3 separate regions of the Mus musculus genome follow, and regions 2 and 3 are each linked to region 1. A link is a contact called in public promoter capture Hi-C data. All regions are on one chromosome and are shown on one strand. The core of a region is the stretch at or near the end of the contact, and the rest is flanking DNA. Distances in the headings are between cores, read along the strand shown.

Region 1 (4,627 bases), core at 652-3,151:
TCAGTTTAATTTTGGAAGGTTGACTTAATAATCTTCCTGTCCCCGTCAGTAAGAAAGACATAAAAAAAAAAAAAAAAAAAAAAAAAAAAAAAAAAAAAACAGCTTTAAAGTCACAGATTATGAGGAATAAGCTTTTTACCTGATCTAAAACATGTGACGGTTTTACGACTCTTTACACACTTCCGTTGTAAAACATTTGAAATTTTTTATTCCCCTTTTCTGTTATTCCTGGACTATATCTTCCATTACTAGATGAGACTGTTCTTCCTATTCATCCTACTAGCTTTCGTTTGGCCTTAAAATATGAATCATGTGTGCATCAGGACCAGGGACGTGGAAGGCAAAGACAGGAAGGCCATTAAGGGCCAGACCTAATAAAACCGTCACCTCCATTCTATGGTAATTCCATTATCTGCAGAATAAAGGAATCAAAATACCTTCCCATTTCTTTTTATTCTTTTTTTGTTTTGTTTTGTTTTGTTTTGTTTTGTTTTTCGAGACAGGGTTTCTCTGTGTAGCCCTGGCTGTCCTGGAACTCACTCTGTAGACCAGACTGGTCTTGAACTCAGAAATCCGCCTGCCACTGCCTCCCAAGTGCTGGGATTAGGGCATGTGCCACCACTGCCCAGCTTTAAGACAATTAAAGACCCAGGACATGCAAAACTGCCACTTCTGGGCTTAATCAAGATTTGTCACTAAAATAACCATAGGAACGCTTACATTATGTAACTTTCAATTTTTCGACTAAGGCGCTGACAGATGTTTACGAATTCTGGCTTTCTCTGAAGACAGGCTCTCTTTATAATCTTTATATTGTAACTGAGTTAACAGTATACTATCAGAGCAATGGAAGCCATGCACTTGGTCTAAGAGGAATGCTTCATTAATTTTTCAGTGTGATGATGCTGCAGTTTTCCAAGAGCAACTGTCGGAGTTCTTGCGATGCATCAAAACAGCCAAACTACACCGAATGTCCATGTCACCGTCACTAACCACAACAAGGTGACACAGCCAGCATTTCAAAACTCAACCCCAGGCGTATGTGATGTCACTGTCAACATCCAAGGTGCTTAACTAACCTCAGGTTGTTTCTCCCAGTCGCCCATCTAACCCTCCGGCTGGCTGACGTTGCCTGCCTTCTCCAGACCTCCCGCGGGTGCCTATGTCCCGCAACACACTCCCTACCAGCACACCTGCGAGGCCAGGTGTCGCGACGCACGCCATCGCGGGGACCCGAGTGGGCGCGGGCGGCGCGCTTGTCACCGCGACGCTTTGTCTGCGGCTCCGAACCCAGCCGGCGCGGCAGGGGCTGGGCTGGAGAGGAGGGAGTGGGGGGTGGGGACAGACACCTCGGGCCCACCTGCAGGGCGGCAGCGGCGACTCCCGGGGACACCGGGCGACGCTCACCCGGAGGCCAAACGCGAGGCGTCCGTGCGTGCAGCGAGCGGCGCCCGATCCTCCGGGGTGTGGGGGTGCGGGGCAGCCACTGCTGTTCCCCCGAGAAGCAGCGATGCGACGCACCGGCCCCGGAGCGGGCAGCAGGAGAGTCCGCCCGCCCGCTCGTCCGCTTGCTGGCTTCAGCTTTCCTTCCTGTCCACCCGCAGCTCACCTGACAGCCACGCGCACCGAGCTCTCGTCCGCAGCGCCCAACATGCCTGCGGCCGCCCGGGGCTCAGCTCCGTGCCGAGCGCTCCGGGCAGGCGGCGGCGGTGGTGACGGCGGCGGCGGCGGTGACGGTGACGGTGGCGAGGGCTCAGCGCCGTGCTCCAGCCATGTTGGGCGACTGAATGGAAAGGTGGCGGCGCGGAGGCGCGGGAGGGGGCGGTGACTCAGGGCGGCGCCGCCCCTTGCCCCCACTCGCCAGGCTCCGCGCTGCCCTGCGTCAGCCGTGGCCGGTCCGGTGCGCCCCGCCCCGGCGGCACGGCCAGGCGGGCGCGGCACCGCGCGGAGGCGAGCCGACCCCCCCTCCCCCTCCCATCCACCGGAGGCGCGTCCCCGCAGCCACCTGCCCCCTCTGTGGCACGGACCTTGACCCCTTTCCCAAACCTGGCCCTGTCCTCTGCCCGATCTCTTGGGACGTGGAACGATTTTCCACCCCTCTGCCTCTTCAGTGCATTACTGTTCGGTCCTATGCACATGCAAAGTGCTCCGGGCCCTGGTACTGCCAAGCATTTCCACAACTGCTTTCCATGGAGGCGTGCAGCGTGGTAAATCCTTGCAAACGGATTTTCTTTCCCTGCTGGCCTTTCAAAAGCTCCTCCGGGATCCCGAGATTCTGTCAACAGTGTCCCATTGTGTGTTCTGCACGTCATCATTGTCCTTCCACATGCCTTTAGATAGCTCTGTGGAAACAGCCTTTGTTAGCTTTGCCACAGAGTATCTTTTGTGGACTGTTCCGTACATTTCAGTAAATAAACATGTGGGTTCATACAAAACAGTATAATAGATTAAATGTCGCTATCTAAATAAAAGCACTGGCCCAAGCAGATAAAAACTAAAATCACACACCTGATCGCCCTGCTCAGAGAGTGTCCTAGAACACAGTGTATATTGGGTTCAGAAAGAAGTTTGAACCTTGTATACCCATGGGTAGATGGCCTATGGTATTTATTCTTAGAGGCAGTCCTATGTACTTTGTTTCTTACCTTTAAATCGTTACAGACAACATAGGTGGAAGGTAAAAAAAAACTTTATAATGTCCCTTTGTGTGACAAACTGGTAACAAAGCTGTCCTCCGGCCTCTCCCTGGAGAGCCTTCCCTAGCCTCGATATTTCTCCACCAACATAATGGAGCCACATTTTGTCCTAACTTGACAGGTCCAGGCGTGGATGGATCTGGTCTGACCACCTCGTTTCTGCGATAAAGGACAAGAACAAGAGATCAACCTACAGCAACAAAGCAACATATATTACCTTCTCAAAGTCTTCACTTTAGATAGCAACAGTACCTATGTGTCTCAAAAAAGAGCTGTCACAAATCATGTGCTTCAAGAACTGGGCAGGTAGCTTAAGGAAGTGGAGGAAGCAAAGTCGAGAATATATAAAATAAAACCGAGAAGGCGGGCCCCTTCCTAAGGAAGTAGCTGTCCCCATTCTGCCTGGACTAGATCTACTGGCACCCAGATCCTGTGTGGCCACATTTTTGGTTTGGTTGTATGTTTGTTGTTCCTCAAGTGAAAAAGAAAAATCAAATCCTTATGTGAAAAACGCCTTAGTTTTAAAGATTAACAACTAATTCTGCATAATATTTACACACCATGCAAAAACAACCTCAAACTGTGTCTGACCATCTCTAGTCTCAAGCCACCAGATTGAAACGTCTGGCCAAATAGCATCAATAATAGCTAGGGCTTTGGGTTCATATTCAGGCAAAGGCCATGCATAACTTCAAATTCTAAATGCTGAATGTTCTAAAATCAATGCTTAATTTTGAATAATATTTTTTGAGATTTCTTTATAAGTAATATTTCCCTGTAACTCCTCTAATTAATAACCTTACATTAAAAAAGAAAATCCCAAAGTCGGAGCTTTTACCATGCAAGGGTTTAGATCCTGTTGAGAACATTTATTTACTGAATGCTTAGGAAATGGCTGCAGGGTGCAAACAGTGCTAGACACCAGTGATACAGAGAATAAACCAATGCCACGAATACAAAGGATTAGCTATTTAGTTCTGGGATTTGAAAGTCTGCAAGTACATTAGAAATTCCAATAGGCCTATAACAATTGCTACAGAGAAGGGTAAATTCTACGGTTACAAAAGCCCAGGGTGGGCTCCCAGAGTCCCCTCTTACCTCCATGCTAACAGCCATTCCTCTCATTCCGTGACCTGAAACTTTCCAATGGTGACCTACCACAAAGAGCCTAAATTCTTCTAGACTTAGGCCCTTCACACTCCGGACTCATCTTTAGTGACTCTGCTCCTTAACTACTGCTTTTTGGGGATGGGGTCTTCTGGTTCTGAAATACCATATATTTGTTTGCTTTCTGGGGGTCTTTAGAGTAGCTATTCCCTTTACCTGGAATGCTGTTTCCCAAGTCTTTTCATGGCCTCGGTTTTTTTGAACATCTCAATATCAGCTTAAGTGCCGTTTCCCCAAAGAGGCTTTCCTGACCACGCACAGCTAAGTAGCACCACTCAGCGAGGGCCAATTTACAGATTTGCACTACTAATGTAAAACCGTAATCTATAAATGACAAGTGTGTTAGGGATGTGAATAAAGTGCTATTGAATGGATAAAAATGTGAGGTCTTCCCCTTCTAAGATCTTTTTAGTTACCATGTTTCATTTGTAAAGAAACATAGTTCTTTCTCCACACAGTAAAATTTTTGGAGTATTTCCATGAATTTTACTCTTCGTCTTCATATCATGCAATGCCAGCTCAAATGGGAACACAATGGCACTTGAGGCACGTGAAGTCATATAAACTATACAATTTCTATTTATAAATTCATACACGGACACGTATTTCATTCACTCTTACGTGAACAGTAGGAACACTGTGGAAGAGTGACTCAGAAATTGTGTTGTCAACTTGGGGCTGGGGAGTTCCATCCCAGAGAACAAACCCAGGGCTTGGTACACAGTGCCTGCTCTACTACGGAGGTCTTTCACTTCTTAGTACAT
Region 2 (4,627 bases), core at 1,492-3,991, 810 kb before region 1:
CCAAACCTCAGGAGCTATGAACTACAACAGAGCTTTCTTCCCTGAAGTCCTATAGGTATTTACACAGTAACCGAAAATGACTACACTATACGAATATTGAAGGATGGGTTTTAAGAGATGGATCTAGAGATGCTTCCTATACAGAAAAATGCTCTGATTTCTCACATGGGTTTTTCGATCCCTTGATATCGAGTGTGTTAACAGTTGGTGGTTTCCTCAAGAAAAGAGAAGAATCATTAATTAAATAACATTTATTTAATAAGGAAATGATCACCCATGCATTCAATATATTTCTATTTTGGGAAAGGATGTACAACCCTGAACTAAAGGAGGTGAGATAAATTCCCAGGTCCAGGCAGTTAACAGTCTCTCTTGTAAAGAAGAAGAGAGTAATTGAGGGAAAAAGGTTTATTCAGAGGGTAGTAAGTGCAATGAAGAAAATAAATTTAAGTGATGTTTTCTTTTAAAAAAGGTCTGGGTTTAGAAGGGACCTGAGAGAGAGGAAAGGGAGTCTCTTGGGAGTGTGGAAACTTGAATATTAAGATTGGAACTCACTTATTAGAGTAAGCAGGAGGGAACAGTATTCCAGTAGACAAGAGCCCCAAAGACAAGGCTGAGTTGGAACACAGCACCTCCTGCAATTCTCACTATGTTTTACAAAAACACTTTTATAAAAACAGCCCATTTTAATAAATAATAGAACCAGAACCTGTACTACGTCATTTCCTTAGCCCTAGGGCAAGGTGCCAATCATCACCACAGAATATTATTCTGCTGTTCTGTGGGATCTAAAGCTCAAATTCAGAGTATCGGTGTCTTAGTTAGGGATTTACTGCTGTGAACAGACACCATGACCAAGGCAAGTCTTATAAAAAAAACAACAACATTTAATTGGGGCTGGCTTACAGGTTCAGAGGTTCAGTCCATTATTATCAAGGTGGGAGCATGGCAGTATCCAGGCAGGCATGGTGCAGGCAGAGCTGAGAGTTCTACATCTTGTTCCAAAAGCTGCTGGTGGAAGACTGACTTCCAGGCAACTAGGATGAGGGTCTTAAGCCCACACCCATAGGGACACACCTATTCCAACCAGGTCACACCTATTCCAACAAGGCCACACCTCCAAATGGTGCCACTTCCTGGTCCAAGAATAAACAAACCATGACAATCAGTAAAGAATTACAAAGGGAGAGAGAGATATGCCCACCTCAACCATAGGAAATCTTCTGAATGGTACTGCTTATTAATTTTCTTTCTCTAAGATTTACACACAACGTTTCTATTGTTTATTTTTTATTAGGTATTTTCCTCATTTACATTTCCAATGCTATCCCAAAAGTCCCCCATACCCACCCCCCCACTCCCCTACCCACCCACGCCCCCTTTTTGGCCCTGGCGTTCCCCTGTACTGGGGCATATAAAGTTTGCAAGTCCAATGGGCCTCTCTTTCCAGTGATGGCCGACTAGGCCATCTTTTGATACATATGCAGCTAGATACAAGAGCTCCGGGGTACTGGTTAGTTCATATTGTTGTTCTACCTATAGGGTTGCAGTTCCCTTTAGTTCCTTGGGTACTTTCTCTAGCTCCTCCATTGGGGGCCCTGTGATCCATTCAATAGCTGACTGTGAGCATCCACTTCTGTGTTTGCTAGGCCCCTCTATTGTTTATTAATGCATTGTGTAGATGTTCTGTGTGTCTACAGTATAATTATATGATTTATGTTCAAGGATAAGAATATAGAATTTGATGGTATTGATCTATTTTCTTTCAAGGAATTGATAGTGGTTTTGCTAATAGGTTGTTTATTGATTCTAACCATAGGCTATATTTTTGTAAGCAATTACCTGGAAGAATCTAATTCATATGTAGACCTCGTGGTTGGCAGGGAGTTGCCTTCAGAGTTTATTATCTGACAAGTACACAAAGCCTACTATTTTTTCCTCTTTTGACTATGAAGGGAAAAGCACTGTTGACATCTTTTATTGATTTCCAAAATGAAGCAGAATTTGACATGTCACTGGTTTATAATGCCCCGAGTTATTTTATTACTTTCTCTGACCTTTGGTGATTCCAAAAATCTTAGCTCATTCTTGTGTTGATAGACTATTGCCAATTGTTTTCTTTTGTGGTGTTTCTGACTTATTCTTCTTATTAATTAGCCTGATCATAGAACAATGATGAAGTAAAAAAAAAAACATGCATATCTACCCATGTTCTATAAATACGTGAGTGATTTTGTAAAGAAAAACCTGTGTTAACTTAAGGAGAGGCTGTATTTGGGGCTGGTCATAGACATCCTTGTGCCTGGAGTCTGTGGCATCAGCAAGAATCTGCAAATACTGAGTACTAAATTTTGCTGACTTGAAAGATAACTGATGCCATATGTTATTTTGTTAAGGCTTTCATAGTCTTTAGAATATTGCACTGTATTTTTAATCTCTTATATGTTTTTGCTAAGAAGCAAAGGGGTTGGGTAATGCAGGATCTGCAGTTTTATTATATAAAGAGCAAGGCTTAGAACTAGTTTAAGGAAGTGTTGGTGGCACTGGACACTTGCACAACAAAGATGGCTGTGATTCTGAGGAAGGTTAAAGGGCAAATGCATAGGAGTGGGGAAGTTGTAGAGGATAGAAAACCCTGGCTGGTACAATGGAATGTGCCAGAAACTGAAATATAGACATGAAAGCATAGGAACCTGATCTTAGTCACTGTATCTCCAGGACTCACATGCTCCACAGGAACAGAAGGGGGCTCAGCGCTGCCTGTCTCAGTCCGTGGGTAGACGGAAGTTAGGCCTACGTAACTTCTGCTCATGCTTACCATTTAATTTTAAAATCTTGGCTACTTGTTCTTTCCTCTCGTTTTTAATTAAAAACAAAGAAGAAACCAAAGCAAAGGAGACAAGTTCCTCCAGAAATTTAATAGAATTCAAGAAGTTGTTTGTTTGGTTTTTTTTTTTTTTAAGCACTTTTATGATATGGCTTTTGGGAACTAGTAAGGACACCAGATGCTCCAGAATGTTCCAAGACTATGAAATGAGATTATTGTTCAGGGTCAGGACTGTGGCACCACACCACAATTTACTTTAAAATTAAAATTGCTAGGCGGGATTTAATTTCCTCCTCAGAAGAGCAATAACCTTGTGAATGAATCAGACCCAGCTACTTATGCTTATTGCAAATAACTGTGTCTCCAACACTACAAACTGCTCTTACAGCAAAGCCATATTTGAGAAAGCAAACTAAACAACATACATGCATGCATGCCTGCATACACACACATGCATACACAGACAGACACACACACACACAACCCCAAACCACACAACTATTTTTGCAACATGTAAAGAAACATGGATGGATGTGGGTTGCAGTGGAGTAGTTGGAGTAGCAAGAATGACTGCAAAGCGGGGCAGGGGACATGGTGCAGATATTTTAATAAGTGTCATTCTGTGAATGATCGTGTGACTTATTGCCTATACAATGAATGAATGATTGAATGAATGAATGAATGAATGAATGCATTGTAAAAGTACCCAGTATTCAACCTCCCTGCCACTTAACCCTCTGTTTATTCCCACTACATGCCGACTTGCCAAGATGCCTTTTAGAAGCTTGTTGGGGTGGTAGCGGAGAAACTCTTAGGGCCCAGGGTAAAAGCGTCTGTTTGCTGTGTCACTTTCTAGCCCTAGTAAATTGGAATTTGAGCCAACAATGTAAACATTCATAAGCAATACCTGAGGGTGTTATCTTTTTTTCCTTGAAGAGTAAAGACCCTGTATGTGGTCTATGAAACGGCTAATTGCTCAAAGGAGGAGCCTGTGCAGGAGGCTGGCGCTCCTAGAGCCTTTCAGATGCCAACAGAAGTAAAATTTGTTATGGATCATCTAACAAGAAGGTGGTCTAAGAGTCTGATGTGCTGAGCACTCCTGTTTCAGTTCCATCTAAGCAGCTGAAGCAGCCAGGCATCCAGGCCGTAGCTAGCAAGCATCACAATACTTCACTTTAGTTTGAGTGTTTGACAGCCAAAAGCAGCATGTCTGCCTGATACGCCTACAATCTCCTCCTGTCAATCACGGCTGTGAACCATCCCACGATGCTAAGGCGTCTCACGAGTTAATGCCATGCCCTTGTGTCAAGTCTTAGATTTTTCAGAATCTTTTCACTTCTTTTATCGTATGGATTCATGAAAGCTTGAGGGACGGAGGAGACTGCGAATGTCATGACTCCCGTGTAACAGCCAAGCTGAAACCATCATTCAACTTCGCTGCCTCAGAATCCAGCGTCTAATTCTATTACACAGCACCCGGCCGGGAGCCTCTATCATTTCACTCTTACTATGTTGTTCTTGGTCAGTTTTTATTTGTTTCATGCTTTGTGAACTAAGGGAGACATTAATCAAAATTTATCCTTATACTTATGGCATAAAAACTTACACAAAATATAATGATATCTTAGTTTGGTTGATACAATCAAAACCTGCCACGATGCAAAAATATTTTTGTTTGCTTGTCTTTATTTTTGTGTATTTACTTTTGTGCCATACAGTTCATCTTCATATTCCTTGTTCTGCATCCTGGAAATTAAATATAAACAGAAAAACTAGAGATTTCAACTGAGACTTTATGAG
Region 3 (4,627 bases), core at 611-3,110, 520 kb after region 1:
AAATCCACATTTCACAGAGAGCCTTGCCATGCTTCAGTAATTACCCATAGAAGCAGAGTCGGTGATCAGGGGATACGGGTACAGTGAGCTGGGGTTTTAGGCTCGTGGCTCCTAGAGGCAGAGTTGAATGAATGAGTGTGCTTCCCCTTACAAACCTATCCAGAAGGGTGAAGAGTGGTCAGCTCAGGGACAGCTCCGGGAATCCATCTAGCCCTCCCATGGGGAAGCAACGCTTTACCCTAAAGGAAACTGAATTATAAAAGGAAACATTTTATAGCCTTGGAAAACTACCAGTGAGATTTAAGTCACAACTTCCCATTCTCCCTTTAAAGGTGCTTTCTAATAACACTGGGCACATCCCAAACAGCTTCCCTCTGCCAAGAGCACACCAAGAGTGCCTCCCCCGCTCAGCAAACAGGGTGACAAAAAAAAAAAAAAAAAAAAAAAAAAATCAATGCCCAGAGAACCTACATCTCTTCATTTCTAAAGTAAATTGCAAGTGTCTATCTTGCTGGGCATTTATCCACAGGAGTGGCTCCTAACTGAATCTAGGAAATGAACGTGACCTTTAATGGATAATTTGGTTCCCATATGGAAAAGGCAGAGAAGGCAAAACAAGAATGGTGAATGTTGGCCCAAAGTAAAAGTTCTAAGTCGGGTGGGAAAGGGAGACAGATTTCATCTAGAAAGGTGGAAAGGTTGAAAGTCAACCACAGAGCACAAAGCAAGGAGAGAAAATAGTGTTCTATTTAAAAATGATCCACTGCAGAGAAGATGGAACTGGAACGGAGCAGGGATTTTGGAGTTCAAAACTCCTTGACTCTACTAATTATTGCAGTTCGCAGTTCGTTTAAAGCTCGGTGGGCTTAGCATCCTAAAGGAGAACTGGCAGTGGGGAAATCACTCTCAGGGATGGCAGGGATGTGGAGACCCTCCTAAACTCAACAAGCGGCCTCAGGTTAGGCCGGATCGGGGAAAGCTGGGGTATCTTGAATTGCTCCAGACTGTCCGGCGCTGACTGACCCGCGGGCGACCGCAGATTCCACGTGGGAATCCGGGAGAAGGGAACGCATCCTCCACAGCCACCAGGGCGCTCGTGCCACCGAGCCCCCAAAGGACCGCGGAGCAGGGGAGAGCAAGGGGGTCAGTGGGGCTCGCGGGCGCGGCCACTCACCGATGCCGAGCCCCACGACCAGGCGGCCGGCCAGCAGCGTCTCCTTGTTGGCGGCGGCGGCCAGCACGGCGGAGCCCACGGTGCACAGGGCGCTGGCCAGCAGGATGGCGCTGCGCCGACCGAGGGCGCCGTTCAGGGCCCCTCCGGCCAGCGCCGCGACGGCGGCCGCGCCCACCGCGCCCGACACCAGCAGCTCCTGCCACATCGCGCCCAGGCGCATCTGGCGCCGCAGCAGCAGCATGGCCCCCGACACCACGCCGGTGTCGTAGCCGAACAGGAAGCCGCCGAGCGCCGAGAAGGCGGCGGCCGCGTACACGAAGGCCGGGGTCTCGTCGCGCTGGAACTGCCTGCGCGCCGCGCGCTCCAGCTCCGCGCCCTGCAGGCTGGCGGCCGACTCGGCGGCCAGGAGGCTGCGCTCCCCGCCTGGCGCCCCCGGCTCCGGCTGCCGGCGGCGCCTCTCGCCCATCAGGCTGCTCAGGCTGCGCAGCGTGTACTCCACGTCCTCGCTCGCCTTGCGGGACATGGGACAGGCGGACGCCGCCGAGGCGGCTGCGGGGAAGTTGCGTGTGGGGCGCCGCGCACTCTCTGCCAGCTGCTGAGCCGCTGCTCTTCTGCCACCCGAGCCACCCGCCTCGCAGCCTCTGCTAAGCTGGCGCTACGGAGCGGCCGGGGGCGGGGTCGTGCGTCACTTGCCCGCTTGGAGGGGAGGGGCGAATGGGACCCACCTCCCCCTGGTGGGCGGAGACAGAGAAGAACTCCTCCCCCTGGACGCTGCCACCTCCCTCTGTGGGCGGGGTTAAGCGGAGGTCCCCTGGAGACAAGAGCTCTTTGGAGTCAGGGTACCAGGACACAGGGAAGCTTGCCTTCTGGCTGCAGATGAGCTGCTTGCTATCCAGAGCACTCAAGCTCACAGCAGGCTAAGGATCAGGTGAAAGACTCCTTCTGCCCTCCTGCTTGCAATCCGAGGTGGCTGAGACTGCCTGACACTCACCTACTTCTGTCCTTTTGCAGTGAGTGTCCGTGTCCCTTGGCTCTCATGCAATTAGTTTGTTTTGGAGCAATTTGGGACCATGGTCACTGGTGTCTCTAGTTTCCTTTCTCCCTGCTACTCCGTCTTTAAATTCCGCCCTTCTAAAATGCATTTGCATCTTGACTTTCTGAGGGGAGAAAGAGAGACAGAGACAGAGACAGAGACAGACAGACAGAGAGACAAGAGACAGACAGACAGACAGACAGCAACTCTTCTCTCACGAGAAGGCTTCCTGTGGATTCCCAGAGGTAAAGCAACTTTAGCTGTGCGTATATACATCACCTTCTCACATAACTAGCTGATTCCAAGTGGAACAAGGAAACTCAAGAATGTGATCTGTTGTGTGATTGGCAATTACCACCTTTCTTGCCCAGCATGCGAGCCTAAAAAGATACCTTCTCCCTGACAATTCCTGCTGCTGCCCCATTGATTTGAAGAAGCGATTTTAGATGCCCCATTTGCCTGAAACAAAGTAATTTCAAATGGTTTGAGGATGGTTGTTTTAATTGCTAATTGCCAGTTGTTGGCTGGTTTGGAAACCTCCCGTTGATTTAAATATTCTGTAAATTATTTTATGTTGTTTCATTTCCGGAGATAGAGACTAATCAAGTGTCTTTCTGCTGCAGTCTCATTCTTCAGGCGTAGGACACCAGATTTAAATGAAAAAGAAATTTAAAACCCATGGTTTCCGTGAACAATTCCTGTCTTCATTTACTTCCCTTATTTGAACAAATGTTTCTTAGCACGAACCCTATTCATGCAGTTTAAGCTTGTTTCCTTCAGAGAAATTGTTTCTGTCATCCTATTACACTATGAAGTTATTAGACTTTCCCAACGTCCCTTTCACCTTGATTTTTAGTCACCAAAATATCTCACTTTCCAACCACATTTCTCCAAATGTGGGGGGGGGGCGGTTATCTCAGAGGAATAACTTTAAATGTATCGTGTAACTTTAAAGCAAGGTTTTGCCGTCTTCCCAAGGAGAAATTAAACACAGACTTATCTCTCAAATAATGAAACAATAACTTAGACTTCAGAAGATTCAGGCTTGAGTCTTTCCCAAGCCCATAGCAGCAAAACTGCACCCCCTGGTGGTCAGCTTGTTCACGTAGATTCTGCAGAGAACTCTTGTTGAGTTGAAACAAGCTGAACTTCAAATCCAGCTGACCTATTGAACACCGTGACTTCTACTCACTAGGAGCTCCAAATTCAACTTTGGGGTTCCAGAACACGGAACCAACTACTCCTTAAAATCGTCTACACCTCGTAATTTATATCCATGAGTTTAAGATGACCTCGGAAGGAAATGTGACATTGGTAACATAACCGCTAAGGAAATGTGACCTTGGTAACACAACCGCTCTTCCGGGTTCTTGGGAGGAGCCAAGTTCAGTTAGGCACACCACAACATTCTACTAACATGGAGTTCCTTGTAGCTTCTTCTCATTTAACTTCATGGCGAAATTGAAAGTCCGAGGGCTGAGACAAAGCAGAGTACACCTCCAACAGCGTTTCACAAAATGTTTGAAATCGCCAGATTACTATATGAACCACTTTGTCTTACTTACAAAGCCTCAGCAAGTGCTCATTGACTAGAGTTCGAAAAATCACTTTTAAATTATAGTTCATTGCTAATCGAGATAAAGTGTAGGCATCGCTATCGATTTGCTAAGCAAGTCCTGAATCCCAATGTTTAAGGACATTTATTTACGCAGTCCCAGAACACTAGGACCCCATCGTAGAAGAGGAAAAGAGAGTTTGGGGTGCGCTGCTACACATTCCGAACGCCAGGCTGAGACAATGGTGACTGATTCAGTGGCAATATGCTTGTTGTTGGGATGAAGATGTAACTAGAGAATGGTTGCCTAGCATCCATCAGGCTCCAAATCCAGTTTCTAATACCACACAAAGAAAATGAGGTCCTTTTGATCAGGGAGCACAATATTGTGCTTCTTGGATGTTTAACTACACAATTAAGGTATCCTTGTTGAAAAACAGTATGGCAATAAAGATAATGTTCTCAAAATAAATAAATTAAAAAAAAAATAAGAGTCCTTTCAAGGTGTGGTGGTTTGAGTGAGAATGGTCCTATAGGCTTCATATGCTTAAATACTCTGTCCTCCATTGGTGGAGCTGTTTGGGGAGAATTAGGTCATGTGGCCTTGTTGGAGGAGGTGTGTTACTGAGAATGAGCTTGGCTCTCTCTCTCTCTCTCTCTCTCTCTCTCTCTCTATATATATATATATATATATATATATATATATATATATGTCTCTTGCCTATGAATCAGAAGTAGACATTTTGCTACCTACTGCTCCAGCCAGACCTGCCTGACTGCTGCCATGCACTGTATCATGGTAGCCATGACCTCACCCTCTGGAACTGTGAGCTTAAACTCTGTCTTTTATCAGTTGCCTTTGTCA

Evidence for each region. Promoter capture Hi-C pulls out the DNA fragments that hold promoters and counts their contacts.
Region 2: a contact with region 1 is called in a promoter capture Hi-C map of hippocampal neurons, with 2.0 times the contacts expected there. The contact joins the enhancer-like site here to the promoter of Kif21a in region 1. A contact is called at or near these places in 8 of 39 promoter capture datasets (the 3T3-L1 cell line, the C10 cell line, cranial neural crest and 4 more), 3 of 484 Hi-C or Micro-C datasets (cerebral cortex and cortical neurons) and 7 of 115 datasets of contacts at active chromatin or transcription factors (craniofacial prominence, embryonic forebrain, embryonic hindbrain and 3 more).
Region 3: a promoter capture Hi-C map of hippocampal neurons shows a contact between it and region 1, with 2.1 times the contacts expected there. The contact joins the promoter of Slc2a13 here to the promoter of Kif21a in region 1. A contact is called at or near these places in 3 of 39 promoter capture datasets (the 3T3-L1 cell line, embryonic stem cells and hippocampal neurons), 2 of 484 Hi-C or Micro-C datasets (embryonic fibroblasts and embryonic stem cells) and 3 of 115 datasets of contacts at active chromatin or transcription factors (PVALB interneurons, epiblast stem cells and forebrain).

Annotation. Positions count from the first base shown.
Region 1 is chr15:91,048,050-91,052,676 of GRCm38.p6, forward strand. Kif21a (kinesin family member 21A) reads right to left here and starts at 1,902. Exons shown (of 37, transcript NM_001109040.2): 1 at 1,610-1,902. The coding sequence starts at 1,653. It overlaps Gm52215, which reads left to right. Exons shown (of 2, transcript XM_030248879.1): 2 at 896-1,852. The coding sequence starts at 1,163. The coding sequence ends at 1,828. It overlaps Gm36710 (a long non-coding RNA gene), which reads right to left and starts at 3,004. Exons shown (of 2, transcript XR_384343.1): 1 at 2,949-3,004; 2 at 2,674-2,855.
Region 2 is chr15:90,241,535-90,246,161 of GRCm38.p6, forward strand. No RefSeq gene overlaps it. Among named protein-coding and RNA genes, the nearest start is that of Mir7648, 19 kb to the left of the region's middle. Within about 2 kb of position 2,742, at least 5 of the 459 cell types and tissues checked have an H3K27ac peak or open chromatin away from gene starts, as enhancers often do. A contact at or near this core is called in hippocampal neurons, where this site is marked.
Region 3 is chr15:91,571,401-91,576,027 of GRCm38.p6, forward strand. Slc2a13 (solute carrier family 2 (facilitated glucose transporter), member 13) reads right to left here and starts at 1,861. Exons shown (of 10, transcript NM_001033633.3): 1 at 1,175-1,861. The coding sequence starts at 1,697.